Linked DNA regions of Zea mays: region 2 is linked to region 1. Evidence: chromatin contacts called from public Hi-C data. All regions are on one chromosome and are shown on one strand. The core of a region is the stretch at or near the end of the contact, and the rest is flanking DNA. Distances in the headings are between cores, read along the strand shown. Region 1 holds the start of LOC100284121 (zinc transporter 4). Region 2 holds the start of LOC100272647 (pollen-specific protein SF21).

What was found. Hi-C and Micro-C count contacts between places; a contact is called where the count stands out from the background.
Region 2: a Hi-C map of leaf shows a contact between it and region 1, with 6 times the contacts expected there. The contact joins the promoter of LOC100272647 here to the promoter of LOC100284121 in region 1. A contact is called at or near these places in 3 of 25 Hi-C or Micro-C datasets (ear and leaf).

The regions. Positions count from the first base shown.
Region 1 is chr6:143,197,580-143,203,015 of Zm-B73-REFERENCE-NAM-5.0, forward strand. LOC100284121 (zinc transporter 4) reads right to left here and starts at 3,347. Exons shown (of 4, transcript NM_001157018.2): 1 at 3,089-3,347; 2 at 2,348-3,000; 3 at 2,120-2,269; 4 at 909-1,455. The coding sequence starts at 3,143. The coding sequence ends at 1,150.
Region 2 is chr6:143,558,872-143,563,654 of Zm-B73-REFERENCE-NAM-5.0, forward strand. It overlaps LOC100272647 (pollen-specific protein SF21), which reads left to right and starts at 2,141. Exons shown (of 11, transcript NM_001147105.2): 1 at 2,141-2,432; 2 at 3,068-3,167; 3 at 3,267-3,364; 4 at 3,471-3,559; 5 at 3,668-3,728; 6 at 3,818-3,904; 7 at 3,985-4,062; 8 at 4,153-4,209; 9 at 4,296-4,351; 10 at 4,445-4,580; 11 at 4,674-4,783. The coding sequence starts at 2,367.

The DNA of each region.
Region 1 (5,436 bases), core at 2,097-4,596:
TCTAGGCCGTCGTCTCCCAGTCAACTTTGGGTTGCTGGACCGTTGTCTCCTTATAATGTAATTATTTATTTTGTATAGAACTCCTATTATATAGTAAAGTTGTGACATTCGATCTTGTGCCATGATTCATCATATGTGTGAGACTTGGTCCCAGCACACCTGGTGATTATGTTCGCGCCCGGGCTTTGGACCCCTAAAATCCGGGTGTGACAGCAACCCTATAATCTTACCCCTCACGGGGGCAAGATCTAGTTGTCCATTCAAGATACTATACCTCGATTGTTTTACCTTTAAACGACTCTACGTCGTCTAGGGCGCTTTGGGTGGCATGCTGACTCAGAGCCTCGTAAGAAGGAAGAGGACCCTGCGCCATCGCGGATCGTTCGACCCAGGCACGGACTGTTCGCAACGAAGGGAAGGAGCCACCACTGTAGCGAGGTCACGGACCATACGATCCAAGGCTGCGCACTGTCCGTGCCGCCGCAGAGGGCACCGTCAGGCGGTACCCTCATTGATTAGCGCCCATATCGACGTCAACAACTATATTCATGGTTTAAAGGCTCAGAGTTATATCATTCATTCTCTTATCAATTTATTATATTGAAAAAAAATCGATCTATGGTCTCATAGTTATACATGTCCAAATGTGCTAATTGTTAGCACGTACTCGGTACTTAGCAAGTCGGATTGGATACTCATGCAGCCAATTTCAGCCGCTCACTGTTAGGTCTAATGGGGTTCAATCAGGCCCTAAATGAGCCCAAACCATTTGCTGCAGATCAAATCAACGTTGTCAATATTTCATATTTGACAGAAGACTACCCAACCATTACACTTTGCAGATACTGAAATGCCAAGACCAGCCACACCCACAATTGACACAACCATTACAGCAGTGCATGCAGTCATTCAGCGGCAGTCAAACATATCATTGCTTGCTCATCGCTTAAAGAAACCACATAGTTCACCCTTGAGTACATCAGCGGTGTTTTTTTCATGCCCTTGAAAAACAGTGCATGTTATCCTATGATGATCCCGAAGGAAGCTACCATACAACAAGATACTACACATTAAAACTGTACATATACCCCAGAAATTTTATATGGACACTGCTTCACCTTTTATCTGATATTTAATCAAGGTCATGTCTCAAGCCCATATTGCAAGTGATGACATAGAGAGCGCACCGAGGAACAATGCGATGTATGCCATCACTTGCTGTCGCAGGGTCCCTGTCATCTTTCCACCCAAGAAATCTACAGCAATGAGATCCACTAGTGACATGTATATGAGAATGCCAGCAGATACCGAGTCAAGAATGCCCTCGACCACAAGGGCCCTTGGGCTATTGGGATTGTAGAATGTGGTCATGCCTGCCCCAGCAGCTATTCCTGCCGGTGTTGTGATGGCGAAGAAAGATGCCATTAGAACTGCTGAAAGGTTCTTGAATTGTGCCTGTTGGGAGAAATGTGGTAGTGTCTCCATTAGTAATTGAAGTAAGAAAAGGAAGCAGCACAGTAGAAGAAGTGAAGGAAAAAAGAAATTAAAGGAAAAAAAAGGGAAGACAAAGTAACTAAGTAGTAATGCATAGACATCACCATGTATTTTTTTTTCTGGGACCATTCAGTGCTGAAGCAATCTAATCAGTAAATGGACATCCAACCTAATTGTCATAACTCCGCAATACTTTTCATGAAGTACTAAAATTTTCGGCTGGCGGGTATTCACAAAGTACTAGACAACCATAGTTTATTTTAGAAGTTAAATCGAAGGTGGCCATTTACATGGATAAACAGGCATAAATTGGGAGAGAGAAATATATTCCAACAATGTACAATGCTCAGTTATATTATTGAAGCCAAATGTTTGAATCCTGAACTTTCAAGGATGGGTCCATGTTCTTAAAGGCCGATTGCCCAACCATCAAATTGATAAAGGAGCAAGCCTCACATGAAAGTAATGTACTTACAGTACAGTGTGCAGAGTATCAAGAAAATCAAGAATTTCAACAGTATGTGCAAAATTATACAGCAGGCTGCTATTAAAACATGGCAAATCAATTGTTGATCAAGTCATGAGAACGGATCAGCTCTCAACCGCAGTTGACTGCAATTCTCACCTGAGCAATGCACCCACCTAGTGCAAACCCCTCGAAGAACTGGTGGAATGCAAGTGCTGCGACAAGTGGCCTGATTGTGCATGGGCTCCGCGACACTCCCAGTGACAATCCGATGATCACAGAGTGTGACACAATCCCCATCTCCAGTATCTGCAACCAAGGCACTGGTTATCACAGCGTGCACGATGAAACACCAAAGCATCCCAAATGAATCGATCAAACAAGCACCTGTGACACGACAATGGAGCGCACATGTGCCGACACCTCCGCCTCGCTACCCTCTACCTGCACCGGCTCATGCACATGGCTGTGGCTGTGGCTGTGACCGTGTCCATGGCAGTGCGTTTGCAACAGCGGGGCCTTGCGCTCGTCCTCATCGACGGTGACCACCGTGATGTCCTCGTCGCTCCCAGAGGAGGTCGCAACCAGTGCGGCGGCCGCCGCCGCCTTGACGCGCGCGGCCTCGTCGCGATGCTTGGCCTCGTAGAACCTGGTGGCAAGGAAGTCGAGCACCAGCGTGGCTAGCGCAGCGGCCATGGCGACGAACCCGGGCACTGGGAACCGTCGCCACGGCGCGGCGGGGAGGCACGGGCTGGACAGCGCGTGCTCGGCGTCGTGAAGCATGTGGACGAACCCCGTGGCCAGGATGACCCCGGCGGCGAACGCCTTGGCCGCCAGGAACGCGGCGCTGTCCGTGCGCAGCGCGCGCCGCTTCCGCCCCGCGAGCGGCAGGACCACCCCGAGCACCCCGGCCACCAGTATCGCCGCCATGGCCACCTTCTTGAGCCGCAGCGCCGCGGCGTCGTCACGGCACCCCGCCCCCTCCGCCTTCTGCACCTCGTCCGCGCAGCTCACGGCCGAGAGCGACGCCGCCATAAGCTCTGCGCACGCACCACATCAGGCCGTCAATCTCAACGCTGGACGGCGCAAGGACCGAAGAAAAGCTCGAAAAGCAACCGAATTGCGTACCATTACTGCTGGTCAAGAACTGGCCGACGTGCCGGCGGAGGCCGGCGAGAACCATGGCCAGAGACGGCGAATCCGATCCTGCAAGCGATAGGACGGACAACAAAATCTTGGAGAAATCGGTTCTTCAGGCGGCCACTTTTCCGATGCCGTGGATTCCTAGCTCCCGTCGCACGCAAAGGCACGCCCAAGCCAGTGGACAAGGAGAGGAGATTGAGAGAGGTTGAAGTCGCAGGGGAAAGAGCGGAAAAGAGAGGGGATGTCGTCATGGTGGTGCGAGTGCACTGTGCACCCAACATCGAAATGGTGCGTCCGCGACATCGACCGCCACCGCGGCACCCAGGTGGTTTACGCCTGGGAGTCACTGACATGTGGGATCAGGAAGGCTTGTGACGGTCATGGCCGTGCCGTGTCAATGAGCGAGGAGGAAAGTCAGCCGTCGATCTGTTCTATGAACGGTGTAGATGCTGTCTCCATGTCGTTAGCATTTGGATGCGGGACCTCGCGGCCGTATCCGCATAACTAACTGGACCCCACGTACGGAGAAGCTTGTGCGGTGCTTTTCTCGGGTATATGTCTGATCTGTGGGACCCAGGTAAGCGGGGCCCTATTGATAGGGACTATGGTGGCAGATAAGTGTTAGCGGTGGAGGTCACGTGGTGAAGGCGTGCATTGAGTTGTGGGGGCGTGGCCAAACCATGTCGACATAGTGACGAAGTGTCGTGGGGCCCACGCGGAGGCGCTACGAGGTCCCCCGGGTCGCCAGATTCCTGGTTGCTCACCATTTGCCCATGGTATTTAGCACGAATTAAGTCAATTTATGGCCCTCTTTAGTATAGCTTAAGATCCATAAAATTTGGTGAAGTCGATAAAGTAGATTATTAGGTGCTCTAAAAAATCGTAGAGCTGAAGTTGTAAGTCATTAAAAGACATTTAGATAAATCATTTCGTTCACCATTTAGATTAAAAATATTTTTAAAACTATTTGAATTAATATTATAAATTACAGCTCCACACTGGAGATGGAACCTAGAGCCATCCCAAACACCCTCTATGACACTTTAGATGTGTCCACCAGTTCAGTCATATGGTCATATACAATGTATTGTTGGTAGGGTAAACTTTGAATATTGGTATGTGTATGGATAACCGCTAAAGATAATCTTAGGTAGAGCTTGTGAGGCGTACTTCATCAACTCCAATTCGATGAACTTGTGAAAATTGTATACCACTTCTTGACTGTCACATCCAATTTTAAAGACAAACTCGAATGTCCATTACAAATGTAATCAGATTAAGGATCACATGTATAGCGACGTTATACAATGGATTATATCAACACAGTGCTTTATTAATAACGAAACAAAATATTTATTGCACGACCACGATATTATTTCAATCCACCAGTAAACGCTCCACAGACCACTAGTTGATCACAAGCCTAGATCTTGCCATAGTCATGTAACTCTTGGGCATAGGACACTCGTTATCCTTCATCTCGACAAGGAATACATAGGGTGGAGTGGATAAAGACAAGAGTGAGTACTTTCAAACTCAGCAAGTATCTCATTTTAGATAAAAGTGGACTGGCTATATGGTGGACTAGCTAGAGCAGTTGCTTTGGTCAAGTTTTATTTGCACTTATAAAGCGTACGAATCCCTCTTCGTAAAACATTTATCATGTAAAACTTCATTACAACACAATAACTTCAATGTTCACTGCATCCCACAGTGAACCATTCACCAAGTCTTATGGTAAAATGTTACAGTAAAGTAACCCTAGAAAACACGTTCATTGCATCCCACAATAAACCATCCATTAATTCTCATGGTGAACATTTTATCACGAGCATCAGCCCCTCGGTGTTTTGAATTTGTAAAACTATAATATATGAGAATTCCAAGATTGCTCTTGACCATCAGCACGACTGACTAACCAGTTTTACACTCTGCACATGTGAAATGAAAATGGGCTAGATAGCCAATTCTACCTATTTTAGTGATTGAATGACCAACACAACATCGTGGACTAACTCGTTTGCTAAGTGTATGAGTATAGGTTCACTCGGACACAATTAGGAGGTTTCTAAGTCCAAATGTGCTCAAAATAGGCCTAGAAATGCAACTGTGTGCAAAAAGGGTAAAATTGTGAGGTTTGAACCTTTAGATACGTTGCATATGCCTATTTGCGAACACAGTTGACTTGTGCCTATTAGTTTGGCTTGATGATGAGTGATTGTCAACATGAGTAGTATTTTGCTGTAGTCTAACACCCTAAATTTTCGGGTATAAAAATTTCTTTGCTCTATACTCAAAATTCAGGTGTTACTCTTTCCTTTCTTCGCTTTTCT
Region 2 (4,783 bases), core at 891-3,390, 360 kb after region 1:
TTTTTAAAAAAAAAACAAGAACGATAAAAGTCAAGTTTGTATAGGATTTCTCTAGGGATCTCAAAAAAGATAGCATGAACATGGCTAAACAAGTTAGCATCGAGTTAATTTAGACAAGCCTCCGTACAACCATCAGTAACATGTCGTTCCATCTACTTAGTTTTTTTTCTAGAACTTCTCCTCAACCTTAATGGAAGACCAACCTTTGTTTGATAATTTCGTATGATTCATAGGTATGACTAGATAACGCAATGGAAGCCCACCTACTTTGCAACCAAATAGTTGTATGTTCACAATCCTTAGTTGCTCCATGATAAAACAACTTACTTTGGTATAAATTAATTTTTAGCCTAGACAATTGCTCAAAACGTAGTAAACAGTAGATTAAGGTGTTTAGCTTTAATCCTGTCTTTGTCGAGAAACAGGCTAGTATCATCGACATACTAGAGGATAGATAATCCATCCTATACCAATTCTGATTTTCCATTAGGCTTAGCTAAAAAAATCAAGGTTGCTGGAATATGATACGAGATAATGGATCACCTTGTTTTATACATTTATAGTTTGGAAGAAATTTTCTATATCACAATTGACTTTAATACTAACATTGACACCCTCATAATTTGATTGATCCAATTGCACCGTCTTGGCAAAAAAAAACTTTCATCCTCAAACACCATTTTATATTATCATAGTATTTCTCAAATCCTAGATTTAAGATTATCCCATCTAATTTTCACAATGTATGGTTTTAACCAGGATGACCACTCCTTCCAAAATATCCCTACCCTTTACAAAATCTGGTTGTGATGGTTGAATCACCTTTGGAGTCACTAGTGTTATTCGATTAGGCAAAACATTTGTGAAAATCTTGAAGCTGGCATTCAACAAACATATAGGTCTGAATTGCTAAATTTTTGTAGCTTACTTTCCCTTTGATAATAATATAATCATACCAAAGTTAAGTTAAAACTAAATAAGAGAACGTTTACCTTTATATAATTCATTAAAGATAGAGGCACGAGATAGAGTTTTATTAAATCCCAAAACACATGGCATAACTCGGGCAGGAACCTATGAGACTCAGAGACTCTAGAGCCTAATATTATGTTCCATTTGAAATAAGGCCTTTCAAACATTCTTTTCTGAAAACCCCAATGATAAGAGCTAGTTTGGAAACCTCAATTTTCTAAGGAATTTCTATTTTTCCATGAGAAAATGAACTAATTTTTCTTAGGCCCCGTTTGTTTCGTTGGAATTGAATTCCATTTTAATAATTATAATTTAGACAAAACTAATTAAGTTCATATATTTATATATGTAATATATTTATATATTATTCTAAATCATATGAGAGAGATAGTTATATACTAAATTTATGTTATAGCGGAGCAAGTAGAAGAGTGTGATATAAGTTGTACATCGGAAACATAGCATGTAAATCAATAGAATCAATTTTCATCTCTCACCCCATGAATTTGAGGTAGGCTTATATGATAACTTTGGAAAGTGGTGGAATGTCACATTCTAAAAAAAATAACATATTCCACTAGTAAGATTCCAATTCCTCAAAATGAAAGAAAACAAACAAGACCTTAGGAAAATAAAAAATCCCTCGGAAAATTATGGTTCCCAAACTAGCCCTAAGATGTCATTTTCTAACAGTGAAACATGTGCAATATCATCAATGAAGGACTCTGTAGTAAAAAAAATTTGTTGTTGTCTTGTTTCCCAAAGTGACATTTATGCCTAAAATATCGATGAGTAAACCAAACAGTTTTTCATATTACATATAAACCATCAGGCTATTTTGCTATTTTGTCACTCTCAATTTTGGCTGCATGTTATTATGTCATCCCGTGTCTATGACTGGTGGGACCGTCTGTGTCTATGATTTGTGGGTCCGATGACATATTGGCGAAGCCCACAAATGATAATGGCAAAATTGCCAATGGCTCTAAACCATCGCCTGACAGCAAACCAAGCAGCTCTACGCCACCGCGGAGAAAATACTGTTTCCCCACTATCCCCAGTGCGAGCGAGCCTGAGGACTCCCAGGCACCCAGGCCAGGTCTGACGGTCAGTGACAGCATGGCCCCAGAGGTAAGAGGAACGGCGACGTGAGCAAGTGCGGCCGCAACTAATCCAATCCCAAACAGTTGGGCCTCGGGGCCTGCTGGGTTAGGCGGCAGGGTACGACGACCCACCCGGTGAGTTTGACCCCTCGTCGGTTCGTCGGTGGCCAACCGAGCAGCCGAGCAGGAGCGCTAGCATGCGGCGCCGTATATATACAGGCGCCCACGCGCGGTGGCGGAGAGGCGGTATGAGCCGAAGAAGGACGGGTCCGGGGGGTCGCGGAAGGAGCAATGGCGGAATCAAGCGGCTCCGGTTCCGTGTCGGTGGACGTCGAGCGGATCTCCTTCGGCGGCAAGGTCCGACGACATGTGGCTCTTTTCGTGCTTCCGTTCCAGATGGAGATGCCTTTTCCGCTCTGGCTTTCAATTTTGGGCCGCGCGGTTCTGTTTTTTTTTTTTGTACTGGTTGATTTCAGTTAGTTTATTAGATGGCAATTGAACTGAGTTTGGTTTCTTTATGTGTTGTTGTGTAGAGTCTAGCCTTTTCATTCTGCTTAGAGAGATAGAGATCACTGGTTCGGTGAAACTCAATTTATTTATATAGTAATACGTTTTCGTCTGTCATGTCGTCAAACGCTTTCGCTTTTCGGTGATGATTTTTTTGTAACCCGAAAGTTTTGCTGTCTTTTTGTCTTCTCTGTCAACCACAGGTGCACAGAATTCTGCAATGTTCATTTCATTTTTATAGCTATGTGCTTGTGTTATACGATGAACATGCCGGAATTCTAATGTTTGTTCTTGAAACTGCTACCTGTATTTGGTCAATGTGTTCATCTGTTATTATGGGAGTCATCCGAAATCTGCCAAACTTTGTCTGTTCCACTTCCATGCTGTTCTCTCATTTTTTTTTCTGTTCTTCTTTTTGGCTTGGTGTGGTCAGTGCCGCTGAAATAGCTGCTAAAAGGTGACTACTTTTTCTTCTTCTTCCCCAGGATCATCTTGTGAGGACGAGATGTGGTTCTGTAACCGTTGCCGTGTACGGAGACGAGGACAAGCCAGCGCTTATAACGTACCCGGATGTAGCTCTGAACTGTAAGTGCTGTCGATCGAGGATTTTTTTTTTCTGATTCACTGATAACTGGCATGACTGAACATTGTTTATATCTCGCTGTTCCCAATTGGCTTGGGCAGACCTGTCCTGTTTCCAAGCATTTTTCTTCTGCCCGGAAGTGGCGTCTTTGCTGCTACACAACTTCTGTGTCTACCACATCAATCCCCAGGGACACGAGGTCAGTGATGCTGGTTCAATCCCTGTGACAAGGTGTGCTGCGTCTGTATTTCGAGTTGGTTACTTACATGATCTTTGCTGTGTGGCTTTTGTTAAGAGTCCTACAGATGGGAGCAGCTCCAATGTCGTCAGATGTGCCGGTGCCATCTGTTGATGATCTCGCTGATCAAGTCGCAGATGTGCTTGATTTCTTCAGGTACTGTGTTGTGGCATGGCATTGTAGTCCTAATGCATGGCTTCTTCATTCTTGAAAGCTACTCATTCGGTAACCCCATGGATCTGATTTTAGTCACACTTCATTCAGTTTAGGATCTGTGATGTGCCTTGGTGTCACCGCTGGTGCGTATGTTCTCACTCTCTTTGCGGTATGTTCTCACACTTCATTCAGACTTGTAACTTGATACAAAATCACTATCCTATGTTGAGTTAACAAGGATTTTATACTCTTCAATAGACGAAATACCGGGAGAGGGTAATAGGATTGATGCTGGTTTCCCCTCTGTGCAAGTCCCCGTCGTGGAGCGAGTGGCTGTATAATAAAGTAACTTACATCTATCAGTGACAACTTACCGTTTTCTCTCTAATGCTAATGAGTACTAATAATGACAGATCATACAACAGGTGTTATTAAATTTGCTTTATTACTACGGGAATCAAGGCCTGGTCAAGGAGTGCTTGCTTCAACGGTACTTTAGCAAGGTTGGTTAAGATCTCAATATTCTCGTCTTGTTTTCTTGGGACCCGTAGTCTATTGTTTCCATTAACTGACGCACTGATATGAGTCTGCAGAAGCTGCGTGGGGATGCACAGTGTCCTGAATCCGACATAGTGCGAGCCAGTAGAAGTGTTAGCCTCCCTCTCTTTTTTTCAGTTTGTATATTTTCTTGGTTGTATAATACTAGTGGTTGCTTACTGTTGATTTTTATATGCAGTTACTTGATGACAAGCAGGGCGAAAATATCTGGCGGTTTCTTCACTCAATAAACGAGTATGTTGCTATTCGTTTATTTTTTTTTATTTTTTTTAACGAGAGAATTCATCTCTGGAACCTTGATGCTCATACGGGTTTCCTCTCCACCAGGAGGCATGACTTAACAGATTCGTTAAAGAAGCTGCAATGCCGCACGCTGATCTTCGTCGGGGAGAGCTCACAGTTCCACGAGGATGCTATCCACATGGCCACAAAACTGGACCGCAGATACTGCGCGTTAGTTGAGGTAATGTGTCTGGGTGTATATGTGTGATGCCATCTCCTGATAGAAACATGTCTGGAACAAAGGCGGATGCTCAGACGAGTTAGTTAACTGCAGGTGCAGGACTGTGGCTCCCTTGTGACCGAGGAGCAGCCCCACGCGATGGTGATGCCAATGGAGTACTTCCTCATGGGATACGGGCTCTACAGGCCGTATCAGCTAAGCAG